3 separate regions of the Anser cygnoides genome follow, and all the other regions are linked to region 3. A link is a contact called in public Hi-C data. All regions are on one chromosome and are shown on one strand. Each heading gives the region's core, a stretch centred on a gene start, on an enhancer-like site or on the middle of the called end of the contact. The rest is flanking DNA. Distances are from core to core; before and after follow the strand shown. Region 1 overlaps LOC106029742 (a long non-coding RNA gene). Region 2 holds the start of VEGFA (vascular endothelial growth factor A). Region 3 holds the start of SLC29A1 (solute carrier family 29 member 1 (Augustine blood group)).

The links. A called contact is a pair of places that touch in the nucleus more often than the background predicts.
Region 1: a Hi-C map of liver shows a contact between it and region 3, with 18 times the contacts expected there. The contact joins the enhancer-like site here to the promoter of SLC29A1 in region 3. A contact is called at or near these places in 2 of 7 Hi-C or Micro-C datasets (both in liver).
Region 2: a contact with region 3 is called in a Hi-C map of liver, with 5 times the contacts expected there. The contact joins the promoter of VEGFA here to the promoter of SLC29A1 in region 3. A contact is called at or near these places in 2 of 7 Hi-C or Micro-C datasets (both in liver).

What each region holds. Positions count from the first base shown.
Region 1 is chr3:34,171,925-34,174,740 of Taihu_goose_T2T_genome, forward strand. All of the region lies in intron 2 of LOC106029742 (a long non-coding RNA gene), which reads right to left. Among named protein-coding and RNA genes, the nearest start is that of VEGFA, 88 kb to the right of the region's middle. Within about 2 kb of position 1,472, at least 1 of the 3 cell types and tissues checked has open chromatin away from gene starts, as enhancers often do. A contact at or near this core is called in liver, where this site is marked.
Region 2 is chr3:34,260,393-34,263,197 of Taihu_goose_T2T_genome, forward strand. VEGFA (vascular endothelial growth factor A) reads right to left here and starts at 1,309. Exons shown (of 6, transcript XM_066993857.1): 1 at 1,174-1,309. The coding sequence starts at 1,239.
Region 3 is chr3:33,858,955-33,861,706 of Taihu_goose_T2T_genome, forward strand. It overlaps SLC29A1 (solute carrier family 29 member 1 (Augustine blood group)), which reads right to left and starts at 1,424. Exons shown (of 14, transcript XM_048080133.2): 1 at 1,017-1,424. It overlaps LOC106048216 (spectrin beta chain, non-erythrocytic 2-like), which reads right to left. Exons shown (of 31, transcript XM_066993846.1): 31 at 2,505-2,752. The coding sequence ends at 2,720.

The DNA.
Region 1 (2,816 bases), core at 222-2,721, 310 kb after region 3:
AATAAGCATTTTCACAGTTGGCTGCTACCTCCCGCTCTGTTTGCCAAGCTATGGACACCTGGGGCCAGACTGGCAAAAGTGCTGAGCGATCTCCATTGCAAGCGAGGTTGCTGGGAGCTGTGCCTTCAACACCAAATTATGGGAGTCCCTGGCACTAGAGGTTCAAGAAATCCTGGCCACTCCTGGCAAAAATCCTGGCAGAAATTCTCTCCCCCACACTCCCCCTCTCTTCAGTCAGGGATGTGTTTTGCCTCCCAAGATAGTTCGTATCAGGCCATCACACATTTGCCTGTGATTCCCTCTCCATTTCAGGTGGCTTTAGTATCAAAACTTTCTAACAAGGGTATCCTAGGTCCTGCTTAGATCATCTTTCTTCTATCCTCCTAGCGCCATGTCCTGCCCAAAGATGTTCTCCAGTGCTCATTTCATTTGTTCATGAGCCTTTTACAATATTAGACTTTCTCGTCCACACACCATTCTCCCTCCCCACTCTCCCTCTGATCCCCTCAATAATTTTCTTTTTTTTCCTTGTCCTTTTCTCTCAGTAAGTGCTCAGCTCTCATATTCACAGAACACAATTGGTTTTGTTATATATCTGCAGTTTTGTCTTTCACAATAGTTGCTTGGAGGGTAAATTCTCTGCAGATTTAAATAACATGCCAATGTCTAAACATATACAACACTGAAAAAAAAAAAAAAAAAAAGCAAACTCATGTAGCTGTAAATCAAACAGCCAGACAGAGTTAGTGGTCCCATCTCTAAACTCTCTGTCTTCATTCCACTTTAGTAAGATGGAAGTGGTGCTAGCTCCTTCCTCTTTTCGCAAGGTCTGCAGTAAGGGGAAATGTCTTCATGTTTGTGAACTGCTCAGATTTGGAGTGAAAGTGTCACAGAAAAACCCATGAGGAAATGTAATCCGTTTGCACTCTATGCAAAGCTTAAGTGGTGTTTAGTAAACAAGGTCTGAGGTCAAGTGATGAGGGTAAGAAAAAATTCTGAATAGTTACCCAGTGAGTTCAGTGATGATCTACCCCATACAGTGACCATTCTGTGACTGTAACACAATGCAGATTCATATAGAAGGCTGAATTGCATGAAGAATCATGATTTTGCATGAACAATCATGATTTTAGCACTTCCCATTTCTGAGCATTTCATGTTTCCAGCCACAGTGTTTTTTTAATGTCATTTTTAAGAGGTAATAAGGACACTGAGAATACAGAAACGAGTGTCTATCTATCTGAAATACTCTGCAGTTAACATATTTAGAAAGGCAGAACTTGGTTATCCACCTGTCCTCTGTGACAATACAGAATTGAACTTTATGAGATACATGCCACGTTACCTCCTCTGAAAGCTTCAGGCAAAGATCTGGAGGAAATGTTCATATTCTTGTGCACTTATTTGTTTAACCTTTTCCCCACGATATTCAGGTTAAATTTTCCCTTAACCCCATTCCTCCTCCCCCCCTTAAACCTTTACAAACAGGCAAGCACCATGTTAAAGATTCTTTGTCCTGGCTGCTCAGAAACCAGTAAGTGCAAGCAGGTATTAACATGCACCCATAAACACAGTCAGCCAATACAGAGCCAAACCAAGCAGGTTTGGGGCATTGTCCCATTGCAGTCTTCAAAAACCTGGACATGGCTGATCCCTCCAGGCCCTCAGTCCCTGCTGTCACTTTGCTGGAACACCATCCAGGTTATCACTGCCTCCCTGGCCTGGTATGCTACAGATTTCGGATCAAGATTGTAACTTCCTGGTTGTGTTTTGCGCGCGCTTTGTGCCAGCGAGACCAAACTCCACTGACCGTCCTTGTAGCCATACTGCATGCCAAGATCTTATCACATCTGTTCCACGTATCGGCCCACCTCCTGCCTTCCATTTCTTGAGCCCCACATCTGGCTTTCACCAACACACTCACAAGTTCTCTCACTATCACCTGCCAAAGGTTTCCTGCCTTCTCATAGGCTGTGTGTTTTGGGTTGATTAACAGGTGTTTGCTTTCTGTTTGTTTGGTTTTTATCCCCTAGATGAAAATGTTATTTTTTTGCCTGGCTCTCTGCTCCTCCAAAGTCACATTGTATTTGTTCTCTGCCTAAACTTGCTCTTGCAATTCAGCACAGTTAAGTAGCATTCGTTAATGCCATTAATGGGCTTTTAACTCCCCGCAACCCGATTAATAGTGGAGATATTAAGTACACCCAGAAGTAATGTTTACAAAAGCACCCATGTGATTTAGAAGCATGAGTCCTGTCAAATGTCTCCGCGTCAGCTTTGCCTTTGAAAGTGAACTTCACAGTCTGGCATGGACCCAGAGAGGTGGGAGCACCGGAGCAGGCTCATTTTTTTGGGTGCCCTTTTTTTATTTATTTATTGCAAGCCTATCCCTCTATAGTGTGACATTGGGGTTAGCATCAAATCAAAGTTGATTTGCGTACTTCGAGATTTTTTTCTTCCCTCCCTAACTGCTGGCAGTTTTTACAGGATCTTGTTTTCTGCCTTACTTCCTGCTCAGCCACTCGTTTTGCCCTTGTGTTTTTAAGAAAGCAATGGGGACTCTCTGTCACTTCAGGCTCTGTCTCCTTTATGTGGGGATAAAGTCTCCAGTATTACTTGTTTTTTTCAACCTCTATTTGTAAAATCCTTTCATCTTTCCTTGGCAGCAAGAACTCCCTTCGCATTCCTCTTGCATGCACCCTTTCCCTGCAGCAGGTAATGGCTGAGCATTCAGATTTGGTTGCTTTCCCTGCAGCAAAGGATATTAACATATCTAAATAAATACACCTGTTTATGCAGGAGCCAGACAGGCATCC
Region 2 (2,805 bases), core at 59-2,558, 400 kb after region 3:
GTCCCACGAGCCAAATCTGGCAGGCTGGCTGCACGGAGCTGCTCCGTGACACGCTCTAATGAGAGCTCAGCCTCGGTTCCCATCGAGCACAGCCTAACGTGCGGCTGTCACTGGAGAAAGTAGAGATATAACAGGCTAGAAACAAAGCGTGCAGTGCCTGCATGACTTCGGTTACAGCTGAAATGGCTCCTAATTGGGGAGTTACCTTCCAGCATCGGTGCTGAACAAACAATGTGAATAACTGATTAGTTTGCAAGCGACGTTTATGTTCACGACAGTGGGAGATGATCTGGCCCGCATTCTCGCCAAGAGCTGAGGAGGAATGGCAGGGGAGAACTAGCTCCTTACAGCCCTTAAAACATAATCCACGCCTGCCTAGCATACAGCCACTTTCACGTGGGCACTCTGTCTAAACCCCTTAATATCTCTTGGCAACACAGCCCTCTTGACTCTTTTGAAAACAGATTTATAGGACAGGTTTGCACAGAAAGCTGCCTTTCTTTTTCTCTCTCCTTTTTTTTTTTTTTTAAAGGAGAGAAAGACAAGGAGGAAGAGTCGGTTTCTAATCGCTCAGGAATGACAATGAGGCAAAAGTAAAAGTGACCGAGGAAGGAGAGAAGGGAAAAACGAGGGGTTTTGTAATCTCGGTGCAGGAGATATGCATTTTGAAAAAAAAAAATCAATCTGGAAGAAATTCAGGATCCATTTTGTCCTCTTTGATCTCTATTTGTTTTTCCAGCTAGGTATTTTGAACTCCACAAGGCAGCGCGAACCCGAGCCGGGACCCAAGGCAAATACCGCCGAAACACCCTTTTGCAATGTCAGGAGAGCCGAGGCCGGCAGGAGAGAGGCTGATGCAAGAAGCCAGCGCGCTGCCTCCCCTCCTTTGCCTTCCCTTCCCTTCCCTGCCCCGCGCAGCGCCGCGCAGCGCCCCGGCCCCGCGGAGCCCCACGGCGGGGGCGTGCAATGCGCGCACATGTGCGCGGCCCCTCCGCGCCTCGCCCCCCTCGCACGGGCACAGCGAGCAGGTGGGAGCCGAGGGAAGGGGGAATAAATTTTTAAAAAAAAAAAAAAAAAAAGGAAAAAAAACCATTTTTTTTCTTAATTTTTCCCGCCCCCCCAACCCCTTCCCCTCCGCACGCGGGGGCACAAAAGCCCCGTCCCGCCGCTTACCTCCGCGCTCTGCAGATAGAGCAGCGCCGCCAGCCCCCAGTGGATCCAAGTGAGCAGAAAGTTCATGGTTGCCGCCGCACGCCGCGGAGGAACGGGGCCCGCCGCGCTCCGCCTCGCCTCCGCCGCCGCCCCGCCGCCGCCGCCGCCGCCGCCCCGCCGCGCTCTCGCCCGCGCCTCCTCCGTGCCCTCCTGGGGTGCCGCCGGCCGGGCGCTGCGAGGGGCTCCGGGGGAAGGGGGGCTCCTCTTCGGGGCGTCCGCGTTCACCCCTCCATAAGGCCGGCTCTCCGCCGGCGGCCCCCGCTGCTGCTCCCGGTGGGCGCTCCGCCGGGCCGAGCGCAGGCTCCGCGGCCGCCCCGCCGCCGCCGCCCGGCCCCCGCCGCCGGGCAATCCGAGCTCCACAGCGGCAACCGGGGCAGGCAGAGGCACCCGCGCCGCGCTCGCTCTCGGCTTCGCGCACTCACGCCAAAGTTTGCGGGGAAAAGTTTCAATGCATCTCTTTTCCTGCGCGCCCCCCACCTCTTCTTCGCGGCGGCTGCCTCCCCCCGCCGGGGGGATGGAAGGGGCTGAGCCCGCCGCCGCTCGGCCGTCCACCGCTTTTTAAAAAAAAAAAAAAAATCAGAAGAGGGCGAAAAAAAAGAAAAAGAAAAAAAAATCCAAACTGGCTGGAGAGGGAGGCAACCGGGGCGGAGAAGAGGGGAAAAGGGGGGGGGGGGGGGGGGGGGGGGGGGGGCTCTGCAGGAAAGGGAGAGAAAAAAAAAAAAATCCAAAGTATAGGTGGGGGGGAAAAAAAAAAAAATTCAATTAAACGGGAGGAGGATAAAGCAAGGCGGCGAGCCAAGCGCAGGTCCCGGTGCCCGGGGAGGGCTGAGGTGCTCCCGCGGCGCGCTGTCCCCCGCCGGCTCGGCGTGCGCTCCTCGCCCCCCGGCGCCGCGGCAGCGGCGGCTCCGCGCACTCCAGCGGCGGCTCCGCGCAGCGCCCGCTCCCCGCGCAGCGCCCGCCCCACCGCCCGCTCGCCGGCGCTCTGCAACTGCTCGGCGCGGCCGCGGGGAGAGACGCTCCGCCGAAGTCCCACCCTCTCTGGCGATTCCCCTCCCTCCTTCCCCTCCCCTCTCGTCCTTGCGGCTCTGGGCGAAAAGGCCACGGAGGTAAAAGGGGGTGCGCGGCGCGCCCCCCCCCCCCCCCAAAGCTCGCCCCACTCGGGATCGTGTCCCCCACCCCGTCCCCCACCCGCGGTTCCCACGATGCGCGCCCACCTTTTTCCCCCACCCGCCCCACCCCGGCAGCCCCACGGGCGCGCTTTCTGCCCCGCCGAGCGATGCGTGAGTTCGGGTCAAAATTCACCTCGCCCGCCCGTGGGAATCGCTCCAAAGTCCAGCAGAGCCATTTGGGGGGAGGGGGCAGCAGGGGACAAATTGCCATCCCGGCCGCCGCCCGGCCCCCCAAGCCCTTTGCTTTGCAGCTGCGGTGATTTCTTAGCACCTACGTGTCAAAGGGGAGGGGGCGCATCCTCGGTTGGGTTTTATTTCTCTGTATCCAGCTCCAGCCCCCCTAGGTCGTGGGGCCTGCCCGCACCAGCCTTTGCCTGCAGAAGGGCATTATACTGGAGATCTTGCCGGGCAAACCCCGTCCCGC
Region 3 (2,752 bases), core at 174-2,673:
GCTCCCAGCGGTCAGCCTGCAGCTCGGAAGGGTCACAGGAGAGAGCCTGGCTCCGGGGACAAAGGGCTTGCGAGGTTTGGGCAGGGCTGGGGAAGAAACCCCGACGGGGAGGCGCAGAGTGAGGGCTCCCCGGTGGTGTCCCCCGCGCTGCAGGTACCCCAAGGACCTTACGGGAACACAAGGCACCACCCCAGTATGGCCGGGAGCATGGGGGCGAGCGCACCGGGGCCAAAAAACCCACCGGACCACCTGCCACCCCCACAGCACCCCAACCCCTGCCCCGTTGTGGGACAGCACACAGAGCAAAGCCACCGCTGCCGGTGTCCCCGTGCCCCAGCTCTGACCTGCTGTGTCCCACGGCACCGCCGCTCAGCCCCGTGCCCTAGTTACAGCGCCTGCAGCTCCGCGGCGGCCGTCCATGGCACACGGTGCCAGCCCGGGGCACGACCATGCACGCTTACATGTTGTTGTGATTTTTTTTATTTATTTTTGTTTGTTTGTTTCCGATGTCCGCAGGGCCGCTGGCGGGCTGCGTGCCCGCGGTGCTGCCGGCTGACAAGCCCGGATCCCGCACTGCTCAGGGGGAGAGCTGCCAGCGCTGCCTGCCTGCCTCTCCCCAGGTCCTAGCGCTCTGCCTGCCGCGCCAAGGACACCCGGCTGCAGGACAGCCCTCGGCCCCCCGCGCGGGGATGCCCCGTGCCCTCCTGGGGACAAAGTCCTTGTGAAGGGGGGGGCCCTGCCCTATAGGCATCGCCCTGCAGACCCTGCTCCCCCCGGACCTTTCCCTTCCGGCCGCAGCATGGCCGGGAGCCGGATCGTCCTTGTCACCAGATGCCCAGATCCCCGTTCAGCCCCGAGGCAGAGGGACGGGGCGGTGGGTGACAAGGCTCGGCACAGGCCCCCGGCTGCGGGGTGACCTTGCACGCGGGTCCTTGTGGTGGCTTCTCAGAGCCACGTCCCCTCCCCATCCAGCCCCCCAAGCCAGCGCCTTTCCCTCTCGCCACCCTGCCCGTTACCTCCAGGGCTCAGCTCCCCGCTGCCGCCTTGCCCAGTGCCGGGGATCCTCCGGTGGAGGGAGGACGGGGGCTGCCGAGCCCTCACCGTGCCACGAGCTCCTCAGCCAGGCGCTGGCTGCGAGCGGCTCCGTGGGGCTCCCGCTGGCTCAGCAGGTGGAGGCTGCGTGCACGCGGGGATTAGCGGGGGGAAGCGGCGCCTGCCATCGAGACCGCCAGCGGGATTCGTCAGCGGGGCCCGGCGCCAGGGCAAGGAGGGGGAGAGGGTGAGGGGAAGGCGCCCTCCTGCAGCGCGGGTGCAGGGGACGGTGCCCTCCTGCGACACCCCGCTGCACGGGGAGCGTGCCGTGGGCTCTGCCTGGGGTCACAAGGTGCCCCCGTCCCTGCTCCGTTTTACACGTCTCGTCTCACGCCGCCGTGCTGGACTTGGGCCAGCGTGGGACACTCTGGGCAGGTCGGTGGCTCCGGGTGTCACGCACCCCAAGCAGTGAGGGGGGACGAGCCCTCCGTGCGGCCCCAGCCCCGCTGCCCCTCCGCCGGGCCCCTGAGCAGCTCAGGAATGAGCTGGCGGCTCCTGACCGAGCGGCTGCTGCGCAGGGCCGGGGCTGCAAGTGCCTCCTCGCGGCACGGCCGGGGCTGGCCCCGTCCCAGGGCATCCCCCCCAGCCCCGAGCGAGCCGCCCCGCTCCTCTCTTCCCATTAAGGCAGTGTGCACGGGCCGAGCGGCGGTGCTGGAGGAAAACAGGTGACCGAGCCAAGAGACCGAGCCAAGAGAAATCTGCGGCCCCAAATCCCCCCAACTCCCCTCCTCCGGGAGCACGAAGCCCCTCGCTGGGTGACACCGCTGCCCCCGTCCCCAGCTGGGGGTTGCAGCGGGACACAGGGGGGTGGGAGCAGCCCCGTGCCCGCTACTCGTGTTTCTGCGCTTGCAGCCCTTGCTGCGGATCTGGGCGGCAGCCAGCCCAGCTATTTTAAGCCCCATCCTGTGCCTGCGGAGGAGAGGCTGAGCCTCGGAGCCTGCCGGGAGCGTCCTCACAGACCTGTCCTTTTTGCCTGAGGGCTGGTGCACACCCGGACGGGGCTTTGGGCTCCCTCCCCTTCCCGGCACAGACAGGAACCAGAGTGGCTGACACCAGCACGGGCTGGCGAAGCTATTGCAAAATTTTGGGACAGGGAAGCCCCCGGGGTCTGGCCACGCTCCCTGACCGTCACCACAGCATGCAGCACGCGCCTGCCTGCGGCCATCCTGCACCGAGCACGAGGCTCGAGGCTGAGCAAGTGAGGGAAACGGGGTCCAGGTGCCACGAGGGATGAGCTGGGCTGGGGACAACAGGGAAAACCACAGGACCAAGCTCCTCGGGAGATGCCAGGTGGCTCAGGCTTCCCCTCGAGCAGCACCGAGCCCGGCCACGGGAGCCCCCTCCTCTGACATGACCACCACCCACCTTCGGGAGCCCCTCTGCGGGCTGGATGAAGAAGCTCCCAGACCGCGTGTCGATCTGTTTTTTAATAAAAAGGCCCCCGGCCCTGCCTGTGCTGCGTGTGGGGGGAGGCCCGGGGGCGGGAAGGGGGAGGCGGGGGTGTAGTGCAGCCCCCCCGGGCAGGCGGCGAGCGGTGAGCTGGTGCTGGCAGCGGAGACGGTGCGAGGACGGCACCCGAGAGGAGGAACACGGGCAGGCGGGGGCTTTCCTCCCCCTCGGCCGGGGTTCACTCCTTCTTGCCGAAGAACTTCTTGAAGAC